2 separate regions of the Oryctolagus cuniculus genome follow, and region 2 is linked to region 1. A link is a contact called in public Micro-C data. All regions are on one chromosome and are shown on one strand. The core of a region is the stretch at or near the end of the contact, and the rest is flanking DNA. Distances in the headings are between cores, read along the strand shown. Region 1 holds the start of BBS10 (Bardet-Biedl syndrome 10). Region 2 holds the start of OSBPL8 (oxysterol binding protein like 8).

Evidence for each region. A called contact is a pair of places that touch in the nucleus more often than the background predicts.
Region 2: a Micro-C map of ear pinna shows a contact between it and region 1, with 2.3 times the contacts expected there. The contact joins the promoter of OSBPL8 here to the promoter of BBS10 in region 1. A contact is called at or near these places in 2 of 6 Hi-C or Micro-C datasets (ear pinna and an unstated tissue).

The regions. Positions count from the first base shown.
Region 1 is chr11:78,831,006-78,835,379 of mOryCun1.1, forward strand. BBS10 (Bardet-Biedl syndrome 10) reads right to left here and starts at 2,029. Exons shown (of 2, transcript XM_008256823.4): 1 at 1,886-2,029; 2 at 1-1,405. The coding sequence starts at 1,278. OSBPL8 (oxysterol binding protein like 8) reads right to left here. Exons shown (of 24, transcript XM_051846453.2): 24 at 3,843-4,374.
Region 2 is chr11:79,030,799-79,035,815 of mOryCun1.1, forward strand. OSBPL8 (oxysterol binding protein like 8) reads right to left here and starts at 2,017. Exons shown (of 24, transcript XM_051846453.2): 1 at 1,580-2,017. It overlaps LOC138844399 (a long non-coding RNA gene), which reads left to right and starts at 2,066. Exons shown (of 2, transcript XR_011380172.1): 1 at 2,066-2,234.

The DNA of each region.
Region 1 (4,374 bases), core at 779-3,278:
AATTATCCTGTGTTCTCCAGGAGACAAACATCTCAGTGTTTCATCTATTTGGAATGTATCTTCTGATGTTAGTTCTGGTGTTGAACATGGAATATATGCTTCTAATTCTATATCTGAAACAACCAAATTTGAGTATACTTTTAAATATGTTTGAGTTTTTTCCAAATCATCTTTGTCCTTTACAACTGTGTCCTGATATGGTCTTTGTATAGATTTATTTCCAGTTTCTACTAACTGATCATTTTCTCTCCTATTTTTGGAAACAGGGATACTTAATGTATCATTTTGGTCACTGGCATATCTAATATAACTTAGATCAAGATCTTTATGTAACTGCCGGAGCATTTTAAATGCGCCATGTAAAGCATTCTCATGTTGCTCAATAAGACCCTGCACTGGTCCACAAAGAACTATACAGTGTGGTATAAACGCACATGTGCTAATCAAACCAAGATGAACATATCTTTTAGATCTAAGGATGAATGGTTTACAAAATTTCACCAAAGCAGTGTTAGAAATGTCATACTGTGAAGAGGCCTGTGGTACAAATGGAGAAAGATCGGTGATTCTCTGGATAAGGGAAACTTCTTTTGCTGATAAACACTCCACCACTGATATGCCATTTAGTGCTGCATAATAAACAACTGAATTTGGTTGTTTTACACTAGACAGGAGCAATTTTACATTTTGACCATTTAAATGTTTCATTATTGCTTTTGTTCTTTCCATAATCCAAAATTGAGAAGTCTGAAACTGTGTTTCTGAATTCAGAAAAAACTCTGATCCAGAAGTTGTAAAAGGAGGCTGAATGGCTTCTGTTACCATCACTATTCTTATGTCACCATCTGCTGGACAGTACACAGAAAAATCTCTGTGAAGCAAAAGCCCCGCTATGATCTTAGAATCTGAAACAGGAGGGCCAGTGACCCCAACATTCAACTCTACAAAATAGTCATCCATTAATTCAAATATTTCAATTCCACTTTTGCAAGTCATACACTTGAAAAAGTAGTCACACATCAACTGTGAAATAAATTTGTGATTATTTCTTCCCACTCTTCCACAAAAGTATGCTTCTAAGAGCAACTCTGAAGAGCTCCTGCACAATGTTCTCTCGTTAGCAGATGAAGAAAAGATAGACAGAAAGTGTCTACTCAAGTACTGGTCCATAATACTGTCTAATGTATGTGTCTGAAATGTCAGAAGAGCTTGGGAAATACATTTCCACTGACAACAACTTTTCCAATGCTTTCCATGGGTTTGCATATTTTCAGACATCAAATCGCCTTTTTCTTTATCTGTGATTGCATGAAGTCCTCTGAGCAAATGGCAAAGTAAGACAATAAATGTTTTAGCACCATCTCCTGCTTTTTTGAGATGACTGGAAACACATGCCACTATTACCCTGCATAAAAAGAAATAAAGCAACTCAGATTTTCACACGGTTGGCTTCCTATACCGACATCAAGTTTTTCAGATATAAATAAAAAGTCCCCTTAATATACATTCTTAGTTTTATCTTTTCCAAGTTACTTTCTTCTATTCCAAGTTTCTAGGGCTGGGTGGAGTGGGGAGAAGAGGAAATCGAAATGTTCTTGGGAGTTGATAAAAGTCAGGGGTCCCTGGGAAAGGCTCCAACACCGAGTACCCTGGTCTCAACTGAGGTCAGCTTTTCCAGATGCGTAGCCTTAGGTCGGGACAAGAGGCTGAGGGAGGCTGCCTGGGGTGCCCGGTTTTAGGCTAGAAGGGTACGCGGGTACCTGGCTATGGGATGCTCTAAGTGTAGCGCCTGCAGGAGGCGGCCTCCGTCCCGGCTGAGCAGCACCTCGCCGGTGGGCTTCGTACACAAAACCTGCCGCCCCTCGGGGCCCATGCAGCGGCTCACAATGGTTTCCAGCACCTCGGCCACCTGCAACGCCGCCTTCACAGACCCAGCGGCTGCCATAGAACCTGGGGTCTGGGCCTCTTCACGTCACCAGCTTGCGGGCCCCATCGAACAGGACTGGGAGCGGCAGGAAACGGAAAAGGCGGGGAAGAAACCGGCAGTCCGAGCCAACACCGGAAGCTGTCACTGGTCGGCTTCTTGGTTGGACGAGCAGGCTGCCTTTCAAACCAGTGGGCGGTAATACTCGTCAGTCTGCGAATAGGTGTTCTCAGGCTCATAGCCCGCGCAGAGGGAGAATCACCGGATCTTTCCCATAACCTGAACTCTTTAAGTCTTTTCCCAGCTACTGCGTGAACACGTTCGCTTTCAGTCACATCCCCCCGCCCCGATATCCCTTCGACTCCCAGGAACCGTGCCTCTGTGAAGGAGCAAATGGGCACAGCGAGTAGAACCCAGTAGAACCCAGCTGTTTTTCCCACCTCCCGCTGGAAGCTGTTTTTTACGTGCTAAAACTGCGCGGATACACGCGTGTTCACTCCACACTCCCCATCAATTGCTTTCCTTCCCAGAACGAAAGCAGTTGCGGAATGCAAGACCGATGGGAAAAATTCTGGCCACGACCACGAGTTGCACGCTTTGTCTTCCGCGGCCGGCTTTGACACATCTACTTGGTTCAGCACTACAATGAAACTCCAGCCTCCACAATTTGCTTTTTTTTTTTTTTTTTTTTTTTAATTTTTTTTTAAGCAGGGTTGATCGGTGTTTGGTGTTTGGACTTAAATACATTTGTCACAGTGATGATCAATAGAGTGCTTTAAAAATTATTGGACACAGTCCAAAGGCAAAAAGTATGTACTATTAGTAATCGCACGTGCACACACAATTAGGAGTATGGGCTTTGGATTCAGGCCCGAGTTTGCTCTGGAATTTATTCATCTATGGCAGCAAGTATCTTTGGTTCTTGCTTTTCTCATCTTAGAAAAGATGGAGTGACATATATAAAAGTAAAAAATCTCAAGGTTTTGAAGAGGTGGAGAATGTTTACAAAATACATTGTTACAGGTATATAATATGCAAATATTTATAATACAAGCATCATATTACTGTGGTAGATCACCATTCCCCTGGCACATTATTCCGTCAAGAAAGGGGTATAAGATGCATCGGATTAATTTTGCATAATAGCACAACACCTATTAGACTCAAAGAAGATGATCTTGCAGATGTTTCACTGAGGTTGAACACTGGAGGGTTCTCCTTACTCCTAGGCAAAGGATAAGAGAAACTTGTAGGCCCTTCTTTTTCTTCCTCCCAATAAGATAAACCAATGATAATCAGTAAGTGGACCCTGAGGGAGAGCAAGAATGAGAAGGGAGAATGGTGGAGGAAAACTACAAAGCAATGGCTTCTTGGAAATCATTTCATGTTGACTCCTTATGGACTACTAGGTGATTTAGGGAGGAAAAAACCTTTTCATATGTATTTAATATAAATCTGTAATATTAAGATTTTTTTCCTGGTTCTGTTCATTATTATGGGGTTGCATTATGGATTCAACCAGTAGATTATTCCAAACATTTAGGAAGTGAAGTGGCATATTCACAGTTCTATGTAAGTATACCGTGGAGACATGGATTCAAAGGTATGTTCTTTCTTTTATACTAGTAACAAGTTGCTGTTACTGTGTAGTTTTTAGTCATTTAACTTCTGCAAGCCTCAAATTCTTTATGAATAAAATTGGGCTAAATTACACTTATCTTAAGGTTGTTACAAGGATACAAGAATGAATATAAAGCATCAGGCAAGCACACATTAGGGAGTCTGTTAAATCCCTTTCGATTACAAGCCTTTTTCCATCTTTTGTAGCAATTTCCACGAAAAAGGGAAAAAATAAAAAAAATAAACTAAGTAATTGTCACCATATATTATATTAAAAAGTCATTTGATCACAGTTGGCTCTTTTTAAAAATTTTATTTAGAATGCCTACTTGTAGAACTTAGCATAATTTGACAGATAATTAGAAAAATTCTTTTCTCTCTGCAAACATTTATAACAGGTTAGGAATAACAGATTAGAAATGTAGTATGTTACAAAACAGTAGCCTATGACTATTCTGTATATTTACTATGCACCTTAAGGAAAAGAATTTGACAGTGTGCTATGCTTAGACTGCAGATAACATACTTTTATTATATCATACAAAACTGACCAGTGGTAGTGCTTGAATTTATAAATGGCCATTAATCAATATTTAAATTTAGATGTATATTTATCATGCTAAAAGTGAAAAAAAATCTGAAATTCTACGGCTCATCAGTTCAAATGTTTCATGGCATTTTTCTTTAAATGAAAAATTTTAATGTAATGTAAAACAATTTTACATGATAAAGGCATAAAGATAAAATTTTCTAAATGTTTTTGAAAGTATATTCACATTCATTTTGTCATGGGTTTCTTGTGACTTTTCTAAGGATGTTAATCATATTAA
Region 2 (5,017 bases), core at 767-3,266, 200 kb after region 1:
AAATGCAGTAATATTCCAACTGAAAAAATACAGCAGCAACTTTCCACAGATCAGAGATTCAGTAACTATTACAATTCAATGAAAGAGAAATAAAAATCATGACCATTTTTAATTAAACAAGCATTTCCAAAAGCACCTGTGTTGAGCATTGTGGCTCAAACGGTTCATATGGAATTTGACCACAACTTAATCTCCATAATTAAAGACCTAAAAGGTGGTTCTTATATTTCATCTACTCTCTTTCTCAACAATTTGAAGACATGCTGTAATCATTCCAGACATTGTTCCTATCAAAACAAAACAAAAAAGGTGTAAAAAATTTTTGAAATTAGTTGTACTTTTAGTAGAGCGTATTTTACATTGCATGGCTTTACTCTTCGTTCTCCAACCTGTTTTATAAAAACAGCATGACCTTATTAACTGCACAGCCTAACAGGTTCTGGCAAGCATAGAAAGTGATCACAGTCTCAACATAACCAAGCTTAGATGAAACTCTATGTGATGCAGAAAACCTAACTTGCAATTCACTCATGTGGCTCCAAAATTCTTGCTCTTTCCGGAACACTAAAGAGGCAAAAATTGTTTTCAATGAGTCTGAAAAAACCTGAAGTGGTACTAAGTTGGGCTAAGTTTCAAGGGAAGTTAATCTTAAAAACTGCCACACACAGGGCATTTTAATACTACTAAGACGTCATTTAAGTCTTCCAGCAGAAGAAAGGCAAAAACTTTATTAAATTATGCACTTAAAGCAAATGTGCTTATATCATCAGTTTTCCTATCTGTTCAAGTAGGAGCCCAAGTCACCTATTATTTCAGAGAACATTTAGATAAAATGAAATTAGGTTGTGTTCTGCAAGGCAGATGTCTCTCACGAAGAGAGTTCAATGACTTTTGTGAATGGAAAATCTGTATATACTGTTGCTTCCACGCAGCCACTCTTGAGTGGGTGGCTCGCTGAAACAAAAGCACGCTCCATGTGAGGTTCCTTGCAACCTGATCCCACTCTTGAGAGAGCGTTCAGAAACAAACATGAAATCCAAAAGTACAGCAAAGGCTTCGCCTTCCCTCCTACATTACAAACCGAGGTGTAGAGGAACACCACCCTGTCACTGGGCTCTGCAAGGGCGGGTGCGGTCTGCGGTGAGCCGCACAGCCTCCGCCGGGGCTGTCACAGGAAAACGGGAGCCTCGCCTCCACCGCGCCTGGCGACAAAGCGCCAGCTCCCCTGGGTGCGGGGGGCTTCCGGCGAGACGCCGCCGGCTGCTCGGCCAAACTTCGCCAAGGGTCGGACGCTCCCAGCGGTCGGGAAGCTGGAACCGCCCCCCACCCCCGCTTCCCCCGCCGCGGCTTTGTAGGACTGCAGACGCTCCTACTGTGGGCCCCAAAACACTCCACCCCCGCCAGTCTTTCCAATCCCCCACTCAACAAGGGGACAAAGGAGCCAAAGCGGAACTCCTCGGCGCGGGGTGACCCGGAGCCCCCGTCAGCTTCCACTCAGATCGTGGGGGAAACGGGGCGCAGTCGCCTGGACGGGTGCCGACCCGCCGCCCCCCAACTCAGGGATTGGCGCGATACTCACCGAGGTGGAGCCCTTGGAGAGGCGGGACGCAGGGAGCCGGTTCCTCGGTGGTGGTCGGGGCGGCGCCGGGGTCCGGGCCCCTGCACGCGATCGGTGGGACCCCCAACTTCTCTCGGCCGCTGTCGCTGGCGGCAAGGGGGCGAGCCCGGGCTGAGGGCGCAGTCTAGCTGCCGTGGAGGCGCTGCCCGCGAGGAGGGCGGGAACTCCGGCCCGGCTGTCCTCCGGCCAGGGTGGGCCCCCACCTTCCCTCCGTCTGCCTGCTGTCGGTGGCAGCTCCGGCGGAGGCTGAAACCAACGCTACAGCCCCTCGGGCTGCCGCTACCACCGCCGCCCAGCCCGGAACGCGTCGCGGCCTAATGTTGTCATCGGCCGCGTCGCCGCCTTTCTGGGCACCCCGGGCCGCCACGATCCTTCACATTCTAGCGCCCTCCCCTTCGCGGCCCCGCCCCCCGGCTCGCGGGCTGCGGCCACACCCCCTTCCCGTCACGTGACGGGGCGCGGGGGCGGGGGGCGCGGGAGCAACTGTCAGCCGCAGGTTCTGCCTGAGCTTTACCCCGGCGGAGTGAGTGGCCCCCTCAGCGTGACTCGGCCTGGGACCCCCACCTCCGTCCGCCCGGAGCCCACTCACCTGTGAAGGCCAGGCCTTCTGAGTCAGGTGAACTGGGCCCTTCCTAACCTGTGGAGATCAGGGCCCCGTGAAGACCCCCACCTCTGAGGCCCGAGCGGGGAGATTGGCTTCCTCAGCCTTGGGCTGGATTAAAGTTTTAGCCAAATAAGGGTGGGGGAAGGCGTCGTGGTATAGAATGTCTGGCTTGGAAAGCAGTAACTGCTTGTTCCTATTTCTAGTAGCACGTTCACTGTGGCATTTAGTATTGTTTTCCCCATTAGACGTGTTCATATTTGAGGAAACTGCTGTATTTCGGTCGCGCTGGGGATGAAAATAGCCTCACAAGCATATTTTCGTTCCTAGTCATGTTCAGGATCCTTCGTGCCAGTGGTACAGTCATTAAGTTTTACAGCGTGGTGGGTTGGTGGAAGTGTAAACACATTCACAGGAATTTGCATTCCATTTTTAAAATAAATAAAGGCTAATTCTTGGTTTGGGTTTAACCTTGTGCCTTCGTTTTTGGAAACTATGACCCAAGGAACCCTCCCTCTCGACATCACTAATGAGAGGAAAAGCTTAAGATGCTAAAAGTGCCAATCCCAAAAGAAAAAGTAACAATACAGAAATAAGGGACACAAAAGAGCAGAAAAATCATACTCAAACCCTGCTGGCGAGAAAAATGAGAAAGCTTTCTGTAATAAACTCAGTTCCTAACTGGTTTTTCTTTCTAGCCTAGAATTATTGGATATTTTGGTTAAGCAACTCTCATATCAATACATTTACTTGACGAGAAGTCAGATGGCGTTCTGCTCAGCCGTATACTGTCCAATGAATAAGCAGTAGAATTTGGCCTATGTACTCTTTATTCTTAATACATTTCACAGCAGTTCTAAAAAGTCATAGATTTTTTAAGACTCACCATTTTTTTTGTTACCCAAGAAAAGAAACACTGCCAATTAAATTATGCAGTGCCACAGATCTTTTAAGACAAAACTTGAGTTCAGAGATGTTAATATGTGAAAGACAATGAGCCTTAGAATCTGGGGGATATGGTAATGAACTGATGTTCCAATGGGGAAAAGATTCTAAACAAGTTCGGTTCAAGTCTGAGAGATTGTACCTTTTCTTCAGATAAATATGAGAGAAGTTTATTATTCTGTGAAACTATTTCAGCAAACCTCGTAACTTTGGAGTGTGTCATAGATTGAAATCTGTCTCCTATTTTGTAAAGCAGTGATTTTCAAATTGTGACTCAAAAATCAATTTTATGTTTTATTGAGATGGGCTAGAATGATATAGAAGATGAAACAATGCATAGTATCTAGTAAGGGCAAGAATTGCTTCATGAAACTTTTGTTTCAGGTATGGGGGGTGGTGGTGAGAGTATGGCCTACGTTGGAACTTAAACTGTATTTAATATGAGTTGCAATCAAACTGATTTGAGAAAGAATGTTCCTGGAGTGTAGATAACATGCAAAATATACCATCTGGACTCTTTCTCTGGTACTTTTCCTTTACTTTGGGAACTTTTCCTTTATTTTTAGGAACTGAGGCTAAAGATTAGAAAAAGAGGCAAATTGTCTTGCCTAATTCTCTCCTGTCTCACCTCCAATTTCTTATATTAACTTGAAAATCTGATCATTTGTTGGAGTGAAAAGCAGTAATACTAGAAGCCAGGAGGCCTGTTTTGCATGCTTACCTAATTAGATGTATGACTGGATCAATTACTTTCTGGATTTCAGGTTCTGATAAGAACAGGGAGTTGTGCTACATGCTCTTACAAGAATGATACTCAACCTTTTTATTCCTGTAGATGACATTCACATTTAAAACAGTCATAGTATGCCAAGGATTGTGCAAATTCTTGACAAACTAAGTCTAACTCATTTCAACTTCACTCAAAAAATAAACAATTAAGTGAAAGTAAAGATAGTATTGGGAAACAAATATAAATGTATCTTTCACAATCTTCTAAACTGCAATTATGCCTAGTAATAGTTACTTGTCATGAATAATGAATGATTTTGACATACTTCAAAAATGATTGCTACACAATAGTGTATCAATACACTACCATTGAAAAATCTGTTTTTCAGATCCTTTTAAACTGAATATACTATGATTCCAAGAGAGAACCATTCAATCTAATGTTTTCAATGTCACAACAACATCAACAGAAACTAATATGCGATCTAGCACTTGGAAAAAGATTGAATAACTTCCATTTGCTATGTTAAAGTATATCCCAGAGGGATTGGCATTGCGGCACAGCAGGTTAAAACCCCGGCCTGCAGCGCTGTCAGCCCATGTGGGTGCCGGTTCTGGTCCCAGGTGCTCCACTTCCCATCCAGCTCCATGCTATTGTGCCTGGGAGGGCAATGGAGAATGGTGCAAGCCTTGTGCCCCTGCACCCATCTGGGAGACCGAGAAGATCCTGGCTCCTGGCTTTGTCCCAGTCCGGTTCCAGTTGTTGTAGCCATTTGGGGAGTGAACAAGTGGATGGAAGATATTCTCTCTCTCTCTCTCTCTCTCTCTCTCTCTCTCCTCTGCCTTTCAAATAGATAATTAAATCTTAAAAAAAAAGAAAAAAAGAAAAAAAAATCCCAGGGCAGGTGTTTGGCACAGAGATTGGGATACTGCATCCCATATCAGAGTGCCTAGGTTTGAGTCCCTAGCTCCACTCCCAATTCTAGCTTCTTGCTAAGACAGCAGATGATGGGTAACAATTTTTGGGTCCCTGCCACCACGTGGAAGTCCTGGATTGAGTTCCAAGCTCCTGGCTTCACCCTGGCCTTCCGCAGGCTGCTGCACACATTTGGAGAGTGAGCCAA